3 separate regions of the Sus scrofa genome follow, and all the other regions are linked to region 1. The links are chromatin contacts, called in public HiChIP or PLAC-seq maps. All regions are on one chromosome and are shown on one strand. Each heading gives the region's core, a stretch centred on a gene start, on an enhancer-like site or on the middle of the called end of the contact. The rest is flanking DNA. Distances are from core to core; before and after follow the strand shown. Region 1 holds the start of POP5 (ribonuclease P/MRP protein subunit POP5). Region 2 holds the start of ANKRD13A (ankyrin repeat domain-containing protein 13A). Region 3 overlaps SPPL3 (signal peptide peptidase-like 3).

What was found. HiChIP or PLAC-seq counts read pairs in DNA pulled down with a chosen protein or histone mark.
Region 2: an H3K27ac HiChIP or PLAC-seq map of alveolar macrophages shows a contact between it and region 1. The contact joins the promoter of ANKRD13A here to the promoter of POP5 in region 1. A contact is called at or near these places in 1 of 5 promoter capture datasets (liver) and 1 of 2 datasets of contacts at active chromatin or transcription factors (alveolar macrophages).
Region 3: a contact with region 1 is called in an H3K27ac HiChIP or PLAC-seq map of alveolar macrophages. The contact joins the enhancer-like site here to the promoter of POP5 in region 1. A contact is called at or near these places in 4 of 47 Hi-C or Micro-C datasets (epiblast stem cells, liver, omental adipose tissue and 1 more) and 2 of 2 datasets of contacts at active chromatin or transcription factors (alveolar macrophages and skeletal muscle).

Annotation. Positions count from the first base shown.
Region 1 is chr14:40,524,414-40,527,614 of Sscrofa11.1, reverse strand. It overlaps POP5 (ribonuclease P/MRP protein subunit POP5), which reads left to right and starts at 1,681. Exons shown (of 5, transcript XM_001925378.5): 1 at 1,681-1,812; 2 at 1,886-2,028. The coding sequence starts at 1,793.
Region 2 is chr14:40,994,184-40,997,384 of Sscrofa11.1, reverse strand. It overlaps ANKRD13A (ankyrin repeat domain-containing protein 13A), which reads left to right and starts at 1,503. Exons shown (of 15, transcript XM_021074290.1): 1 at 1,503-1,613. GIT2 (ARF GTPase-activating protein GIT2) reads right to left here and starts at 1,399. Exons shown (of 18, transcript XM_003483442.4): 1 at 1,191-1,399. The coding sequence starts at 1,242.
Region 3 is chr14:40,842,403-40,845,603 of Sscrofa11.1, reverse strand. The region is part of intron 3 of SPPL3 (signal peptide peptidase-like 3); the gene reads left to right. Among named protein-coding and RNA genes, the nearest start is that of HNF1A, 25 kb to the left of the region's middle. Within about 2 kb of position 1,558, at least 6 of the 83 cell types and tissues checked have an H3K27ac peak or open chromatin away from gene starts, as enhancers often do. A contact at or near this core is called in alveolar macrophages, where this site is marked.

The sequences.
Region 1 (3,201 bases), core at 432-2,931:
CAGGGCTGCTGTTCTCCTTCCTCAGCATCACTCTTTTACGGTGGTGAAGAGTGAGAGGTGGAAAAATTGAGAACTCACTTCAGATCTCTCAGACAATCTATTGTGAAATCCGACTCTCTCTTCTGGTTCACAGGGCCAGCTAAGTCGATGACAATGACACAAATAGCCAGGGATGTGTATAAAGAGCTAGTTACAAGGCTGGACAACTAAGTACTGGCTATAACAAGAAAATCTGGAATTAATTTAAATATCCATCATGGAAATATTGACTAGATCAGCAGTGGTACATCCAAACAATGCAGTCTGGGGCAACTGAAAAATAACTTTGTAGAACAGCTGGCATGAAAATATAGTCAAATGACAAGAATGAATCTTACAGACATTATGTTGAAAGAAAGGAGCCAGACATGCACGCACACACACACAAATATGCTGCTGGAGATTTACATTTATATAAAGTTCCAGAAGAGAAAAAGCTAATCTGTCATGACAGAAGTCAGAATATAGGCTACTTCTGGGAAGGTTTTTGGCTCGGAAGAGAGCACAGGAACCTTCCTGAGTGTTGGAAATGTTCTATCTCTTAATCTGGGCAGTGGTTGCAAAAGTTTATACATATATAAAAATTCATTGAGTTATGCACTTAATATGCATTTTATGTATGTTATGCCTCAGTTTTTAAAAAGATATTCAATGTGAGGGGAAAGAAGAGTAGTAAACAGTATGATCCTATTCTTAAAAAGAAAATGGAAAATATAAATTATCATACAGTGGAAGGTACATCTCGTACCTTTTTTGTCTCAGGGCCCCTTTCCATTCTTACTAAATTATTGAGGATCCCAAAGAGCTTTTGTTATGTGAAATATATTGATACTCACTATGTTTATTAAAACAGAAATGTTTAAAACACCATGCACAATTCTCTTAGCCATCAGAGCAATGTCAGCACATGTCACTGGCCTCTGGAAAACTTTACTGTCCACTCAGAAAGTGAAAACAGCAAGTAACACCTTAGTGTTACTACAAAAGTAATTTGACCTCGGGGGACTCCCTAAAAGAATCTGGGAAAATCCAGTGGTTCCTGGACTTCACCTGGAAAACCACTGGAACAGGGGTAAAATGTTGGAAGAAAATCCACTACATGATAAATTATTCTCTCTAGGTGCTGGGATTATAACTTATTTTTATTTGCTTCTTTGTGCTTTTCTGTTTAAAAACAAAAACAAAAAACAAACCAAAATAACCAGAAAATATAACGACCACGGATTGTTTTTGCAAAAAAACAAAAAAACAAACAAAAAAAAACAAGCCAATACACCCAACTCCATAAGGTTATTGAAAGGCCTAAACAGTAATAACATATTTGGCTGTATGGAGAAATTAAACCGAGCTCCAAACTGAGAATAAGAGTCCGATTTCCCCTATCAATCCCTGGCCTGGGGGGTGCAAGGTCTTGTGCTCAAATGTTCCACCGTCCAGCTTGGGTACTATGTTGCAAGGTAATGGAACGTCCTGGAGGTTCCAAATGCCTCAGCTGCATCCTAAACAGCAAACTCTGGCGTGGAGCACAACCACTCATCACAACGGGTTCAGTTGAAAGTCTAAGCGAAGAAATGAGCAGGACGCCTGCGCTCGGCAGAGGGAGGCGGAGCTCAAAGGAGACTGACACGGGGCTCCGCCTACATTCTAGTTCCGCCTCCCTCTCTGAGTGGCTGCCAGGCCAACTTCCCATTGGCCGCCGACGAGAAGGCAGACATCCGGTTTGAGTGTCTGGACGCCCGAGGCGGATACGAACATGGTGCGCTTCAAGCACAGGTAAGCAACCCTTATTCCTGTCCCTGCGGTCCTGGCCCCGGCCCAGCACTCACCGCCCTCTCGCCTGCCCCAGGTACCTGCTTTGCGAAGTGGTGTCTGAGGACCCCCGCTGCCGTCTGAATCTGGAGGACCGAGTGCTGGGCGGCCTAGTACGGGACACGATCGCGCGCGTGCACGGAACTTTCGGCGCGGCCGCCTCCTCCATCGGCTTCGCGGGTGCGAGGGTGTTGGGGAACCAGGAGGATGGCGGGATCTGGAGGGAGCAGTGGCCATTGGAGGGAGAAAGAAGGGGCACGGGCGACCTTGGAAGCTGCCAAGCCCTGTGCACCATTTTATGTAGGGTGTCGTCCTTTTTAGGAGTTTCAGAACCCGAGCCTGAGGTCTGCTTGAGTCCAAACTTAAGCGGAGAGCTAATACCAGTAGGCAGTGGGCAGAAAATACCAGTCGGCAGAAACCCCTATACTATTTGACGTGTGGTTTTTGATTGAGTTTAATAGGATGATGAAAACTAAATGAGGAAAGACTTGTATAGTTCCGAGTAAGTTATTTGACGGGTTACTTTGACATCATATGAAAAAAGCATTGTCAGAATTACCCCTGAAAAGCCCTGCATAGGGGCCTGTGAAGTACAGAATACACAGTTGTGTGTATGTGTAAATGCAAGAGAGGACCCTCCTCCACAACCACACTATGTAAATTCATTCCGTTTTTTACCATATGCTTGAAATTGAAATCTGGAGAAGGTAATGTACCTAGAGGCAACCCTTCTACCAAGGTGAGACTCGGTTGCTGGAAGAACCTACATAGCCCAGTTGCAGAACTTGTTTTTCAGCTAAGGGAAAACATCCTTCTGAAGAGTATGGATTTCTGCCACCCCCCTCCTTGGGTTAACTAGTTTGTGAATTAAAAGTGCATTTTAGGAGTTCCCTTTGTGGCTCAGCAGTTAAGGAACCTGACTAGGATACAGGAGGATGCATATTAGACCTCTGGCCTCTCTCAGTGGGTTAAGGACTCAAGGTTGCCCTGAGCTGTGTAGGTGGCAGAGGCAGCTTCGATCCCGAGTTGCTGTAGCTGTGACATAGGCCTGCAGCTTTAGCTGATTCAACCTCTAGCCTTGGAACTTCCATATGCCATGGGTGTGGCCCTAAAAAGCAAAAAATTAAATTCTAAATTCATTCACCAATTCTGAGTGGTATGTAAAGGCCCTAGATGTTATTTATCTCCCATTATTTTCCTTCAGAAATCAGTTTTTACTCATTGATGGCATCCCAAGTGCCACCGCCTTGAATGTTTTCTGGTACATAGGCTCTCAGTTACCTGAAGATTTTTTTTTTTTTTTGCTTTTTTTAGGGCTGCACCCACAGCATGTGGAGGTTCCCAGGCTAGGGG
Region 2 (3,201 bases), core at 254-2,753, 470 kb before region 1:
TTTGAATTATCATAGTACTATTTAAAAATCAGTCTCCACTTCCATCTGACAAGACAAAGTTTGGAACAGTCGCAAAAACACTGGTGCGCAATGGTTTCATTAAGATTGTTTACTGGATGCTGTGGTGCCATTTTACCTTTTGAATTACTTCAAATTCAAAGCAGAAAAATACAAGCACTGAGAACAGTACAGAGACCTGTCAACTCAGTTCCAACTGCTAAGACGAAAACTACACATGGGAGGTTTAGTTTTGGCCTTTCAGTGCTGCCATATGCCTATATTGCCTAAATGCCCAAATGGGTCTACTTGTCAGTGATGTGGTGTGTGTTGGTTTTGTAAGCTGTAATTAATGCATGATTTAGAAATTCAACTATAGTTTTAAGGGACTGTAAAGGTTCTGTACACAATAGGGGAAAAAAATTTAAATGAGATGATGCTAAGAATATTCACTGAATCTTCCCTACCGCTAAGCACCATACTCCCCATTATCCCCATCGGAAAAATGAGGAAATGAAGACTCGGCCAAATGAAGTCACCAGCCCAAGGTCACCCAGAGGGAACATCTAGTTTGAACTCAGACGGTTCAGATCTCAGAACCTGAGCCAAGCATTGCCTCCCAAGTGCAGGTGGCGTTTGCAAGACCCCGACATCCTGGAGACTCTCTGCCGTGGAGCGGGAGTCGGGATGCCAGAAATGGCGAAATCGTCCATGGGGGTCCTCTGGCGAGTCTCAGTGGAGGGAAGGGGTGAGCGTCGCCCACTACCAGCAGGGCGCCTCCGGGGACGGGGGTCTTGGGTGACTGTGGGAAGGGGGTGGTGACACCTGCAGTCTCTGGGGGCCGCAGCCGGGAAGACGCTCGCATTTTACTTCTGTAATTGGCCTTCCTGTGGATTGCCCAAGCCCCTTCCTGTTAGGAAAGCGGCTCCGACCCCACCGCCTCCCCGGACGGCCTGGGACAGAGTGAACGAAAGGGAAAGGAGGGGCGGGAGGGCGGCGGCCCCCTGCCCGCCCGGCTCTGACAGGCCAGGGGCAGGTTCTGCCCCAAGACCGCCCCCCTTCCTCCTCGTCGTGACCCCAGGCATGGGATGCAGAGGTCGACTGCCGGGACCCGCCCGGCTCGAGGGGCGGCCCCGGGGCAGGGGTCCTGGCCAGGAGAGCTGAGGGGAGCGGGCCCGGCTGATGAGACTCACCTGGCCCGCTGCAGTCAGCGCACACTTCGCTGCTCCGGAGCCGCTTCGACATGGCTCCCGCCTCCCACCTGCCGGGAACCTGGGGCCCCGAGACAGCGAAGGCGGCGGCGGCGGCGGCGGCGGCGGAGGCGCTTCCGCTCTAACGGGTCCCAGCGGCGGCGCTGGCGGCAGCGCCTCTCCCTGAGCGCCTCGCAGCCGCGGCCCAGCACGCACGCGCGGGGAGGCACCCTTTGGCAATAGGCAGATCATGTGACCGGAAAGGGCACGCTGCCCTGTCGCCATATTGAGTGAGGGCAAGGATCTTCCGTCCTGCTTCCAAATTTTCTGTAATTTGTCTCCCTCTCCAGAAGAAATTCGCTTCTTCCCAGCACTGATTAATACCAAATCTAGTAACCAGAAGTCTGCAGCTGCAACCTGCCTGAGGTAATCAGTAGTCAAGTCATTTCGCATAACTTTGGCCAAGTTCATTTATATATTCTTTCCTTTATTCAGCAAATTACACACAGTGTTCCAAGCAGTGAAGAAAGAGTAGTGAGCCAAGAGGACAAAATTTCCTGTCTTTATGGAGCTAACATTCAATTGTGCTAGATCTACAATAAGTAAAATAAGGGTATATTATGTGTTTCCTTATGCTGCAGTTTTAATATAATCTGCTAGAGGAAGATAATGTGTATCTACCGCTAGCCTACAATTTTCTTTTGTATGGCTTGCACCTAAAAATGATTTTCATAGTTTTATTTTTTTGTTTTTGTTGTGTTTTGGCATGTGGAAGTTTCAGGGCCGGGATGGAACTGGAGCCATAGCAATAATCGAGCCACAGCAGTGACAACTGAGTCCTTAATTGCTCGGCCATCAACTCTTAATTTTTACTTGTTTTGTTGTTTTTTAGGCCATATGGAGGTTCCCAGGTTAGGGGTAAATTGGAGCTACAGCTGTCAGCCTACACCACAGCCATAGCAATGCGGGATCCCAGCTGCACCTGTGACCTACCCACTAGCCCACAGCAACACCAGATCCCGGACCCACTAAGCGAGGCCAGAGATCAGACCTGCATCCTCAGGTTTACTGGTTGGATTCCTTTCCACTGCACGACACAGGGAACTCCTAATTTTTACATTTTTGAAGGATTGTAAAGAGGAAGGAGAAGAGGGAAAGGATGAATATTTAACAAAACTCATATATGAAACGTATAGCTAAATATTTACTGTCTGGCTAAGAACAAATGGAATAATTCACAGAAGAGTGTGGTATGCTTGCCTCAGAGTGAACCCTCATTAATAGTAGCCTCTTGAAGTTCCCGTCGTGGCGCAATGGTTAACGAATCCGACTAGGAACCATGAGGTTGCAGGTTCAGTCCCTGCCCTTGCTCAGTGGGTTCACGATCCGGCGTTGCTGTGAGCTGTGGTGTAGGTTGCAGACTCGGCTCGGATCCCACGTTGCTGTGGCTCTGGCGTAGGCCGGTGGCGCAGCTCCAACTAGACCCCTAGCGTGGGAACCTCCATATGCTGCGGGAGCGGCCCAAGAAATAGCAAAAAGCAAAAAAAAAGTAGCCTCTGTTATTATTGGAATTTGATATTACTATTATTTCTTAATCACAATTTTGAGGATAACGATAGATAACCTAATATACAGGATGGTATGAGATAAACGCAATGAAGTGAGTTTAATCAGTGTGATAGAGAGCAGAGGTGTGACCCTAATGCTAATGAATATTTTGTGTATTATATGTAAACCCAACTATGATCTCCATTCAGCAAATGTTCGATGCCTATCATGGGCCAGGTATTTGTTTTGCTTTGTTTTTTTTAATTTATTTTTATTTATTTATTTTTGCCTTTTTGCCTTTTTCTAGGGCCCCACCCACAGCATATGGAGGTTCCCAAGCTAGGGGTCTAATCAGAGCTGTAGCTGCCAGCCTACACAGCACCTCGGGATCTGAGCCGAGTCTGTGACCTACACCGCAGCTCAAGGCAATGCCAGGTCTTTTTTTTTTTTTTTTTTTTTTTTTTTT
Region 3 (3,201 bases), core at 309-2,808, 320 kb before region 1:
TGAGGATTCAGGTTTGATCCTTGGCCCTGCTCAGTGGATTAAGGATCCAGTGAGGATGCCATGAGCTGTGGTGGACGCAGCTTGGATCCTGCATTGCTGTGGCTGTGGTGTTGGCCAGCAGCTGTAGCTCTGATTTGACCCCTAGCCTGGGACCTTCCATATGCTTCGGGTGCGGCCCTAAAAAGCAAAAACAAAGAAATAAACAAACAAACAAAAAAACAGCCACTACCTAAAACCCAGAGATTTTCTGTAGTCAATTTATTTACAATAAATAAATAAACAGAAGCCATAGCAAGCTAATGCCTTAAAGACTGTTCCCTCCCTTGGGAGAGAGATTAGGAAGTGGTTTTATAGTTCGGGAGTAGAAAATAGGGCCACAGATAAGGATCAGGGTAGATGCAAGCTTTTATTCTTCTTCAAAGCTGGTGTTCAGTGGCTCCAGGACTGGTTCTGGTGGTCCTCTTTCATTCTGTAAGGAAGAAGCCTTCATCAAGTCGTTAACATTGTTGGGGGGTTTGAGTTCTGCAGACCCAAGAGCTCAAAGATATTGTTATGGGTATTCCTTGAGGGGGAACCAGGTCCCTACCCCAAGGCTGCACTGCTGTTGCTTGACTGCTCCTCCCTTGTCTCTGCATCCCCTCCCTTCCCTGAACAGCAACTGTTTGAATCTGCTCTTTGGAACTCTGGGAAGGTCTTGGAGGCTGAGGCTTATTCCCTCAACACAAGAAATGGGGTCCTGCTTGGTTTCAGTAAGGGCTTCAACAAGTGAATGGGGGTGAGGGGAGCCACAAACCTTCAGTTCATAGTGGTTCCCATTCCCATTCCCATTTTTTTTTTTTTTTTTTTCCTTTTTCTAGGGCCACACCCGCAGCATATGGAGATTCCCAGGCTAGGGGTCGAATCAGAGCTGTAGCCACCAGCCTACACCACAGCCATAGCAACACCAGATTCAAACCACGTCTGCAACCTACACCACAGCTCACCGCAATGCCGGATCCTTAACCCACTGAGCAAGGCCAGGGATTGAACCTGAAACCTCATGGTTCCTAGTCAGATTTGTTAACCACTGAGCCATGACAGGAACTCCACCATCCTCATTTTATAAACAAGAAAAATAAAGCAGCAGGCACAGGCAGTGGTAAAGAAAATAGATGCTCTCCTCACCCTCCCGAGGTTACAGTTTGGTGGGAGAGGCTGATATGAAATTACAAAATGCTGTCATCTCTGTGGATGAAAGCAGGGGGAGTTACGCAAGCCTAGGGAAGTGGAACTCCATCTGGTTTAGGGAGTCAGAGAAAGGGACTTTCCTGGGGAAGTGCTGGATGAGCTGAGAGGGGTGTGGAGTGGAAGGCCCAGAGGCAGACAGGAGCAAGGCATGTTCTAGAAACTGAAGGCATGCGGACATTGTGCCGAAAGGCAACGGAGACCCCAACGGAGGAAAATGGCTGAATTGGGGGTGTGTTTTGAAGATGGGTCACTCAAGGGGACAGAGAGGAGCAGGGGACAGCCCAGCACGAGTGCCTGTGTCCCTCAAACTACTGATGGGAGAAAAGCAGAACAGCAGCAACGGTGACAGCCCTGGCAGCGTCACTGATACCCCAGCCTGAGCTGCTCTGGGACTCAGAAAGTCTTAGATTTTGAGGGCTCCTCAATGGCTTATTGGCTGTGTGTCCCTCTGCAAATGGCTTGCCCTCTCTGGGCCTCTGGGTCTCTGGATGGACTGGGAGAGGTAAGGCTGCAAGGCTCTGAGCTGCCTTCTCAGCATTTCTCAGCAGGCCCTGGGCTGCCCTGAAATTTCAGCAGTCTGCGTGCCATTGCCTTTTCCTCCTGGCTTCTGAGTCCCCAGGGCAAAAACCAGGCCCCACCCAGCCAACTCCAGCTCTTAAACACAGCCCTTCTTAGGAGAGCATTTCCCCTCCCCCAGGATCTCACTGCTTCTTGAGCCCAGGCTTGTCCAGGATTACTCCAGGTGCTTGTGTTTGCTAAATTCAAATCCTGCTTCTACCACATCCTAGCTATGAACTTCGACAAGGGACCGGCATCTCTGAACCTCAGTTTTACCATCTGCATCATGAGGATTTGTTGGGATTCAGTGAGATCTTACAATACACAGTGTTCAACCCATGTTTGGGGCACAGCAACCCCAAATAACTGTTTTCTTTTCTTTTACTTTTTTTGATTTTTAGGGACACACCTGAGGCATATGGAGGTTCCCAGGCTAGGGGTCCAGTCGGAGCTACAGCTCATGGCAATGCCAGATCCTTAACCCACTGAGCAAGGCCAGGGATCAAACCCACAACCTCATGGTTCCTAGTTAGATTTGTTTCTTCTGAGCCATGACTGGAACACCAACTGTTTTCTTTTCTTTTTTTTTTTTTTGCCTTTTGTCTTTTTAGGTCTCCACCGGTGGCATTTGTGTGTGTGTGTTTTCATTTTTAAAAGACATTTAATTATATAATATTCAACACATGTCATATAACATATTCATTCCAAAAACATTTATTTTTTGTTTTTTGGCCTCACATGTGGCATGTGGAAGTTCCCGGGTCAGGGATCAAACCCGCACCTTAGTGGTGACCCGAGCCACTGCAGTGACAACACTGGATCTTTGACTTGCTGTGCCACAAGGGAACTCTCAGAAACATTTACGAAGGATCTGCTGGATACCAGTCCCCGTTGTAGATGCTGAGGGTACAGCAGGAACTTAGATCTAATTGCTGCCTTTGTGAGCTTACCTTGTAGAAAGATCGATAGACAATATGCAAATAAAAACTGATACTCTTTTCATCTCTCACATGGTAGTAAGTATTCCAGGAAAATTTAAATTAGGAAAGAAGTACAAGGGAGCACAGAGTGAATGATAAGGGGTATAACTGTAAAGACTGTAACCTTAAAAATCTTCACTGAAGAGGTGACCTTTGGACAAAACCCCTAAATACGTTATAAAACATAATCACAAAATAAACATCATCCATGAGCCCACCTCCTAATTTATGAGCTGGAGCATTATCTCTTCTGAAGCCATGATTTGATTTGATTTGATTTTTTGTCTTTTTGTCTTTTCTAGGGCCACACCTGCAGGATATGGAGGTTCCCAGGCTAAGGGTCCAGTCGGAGCTGTAGCCACCAGTCTATGCCACAGCCACAGCTACGCCAGATCCAAGCCGCATCTTCGACCTACACCACAGCTCTCGGCAAAGC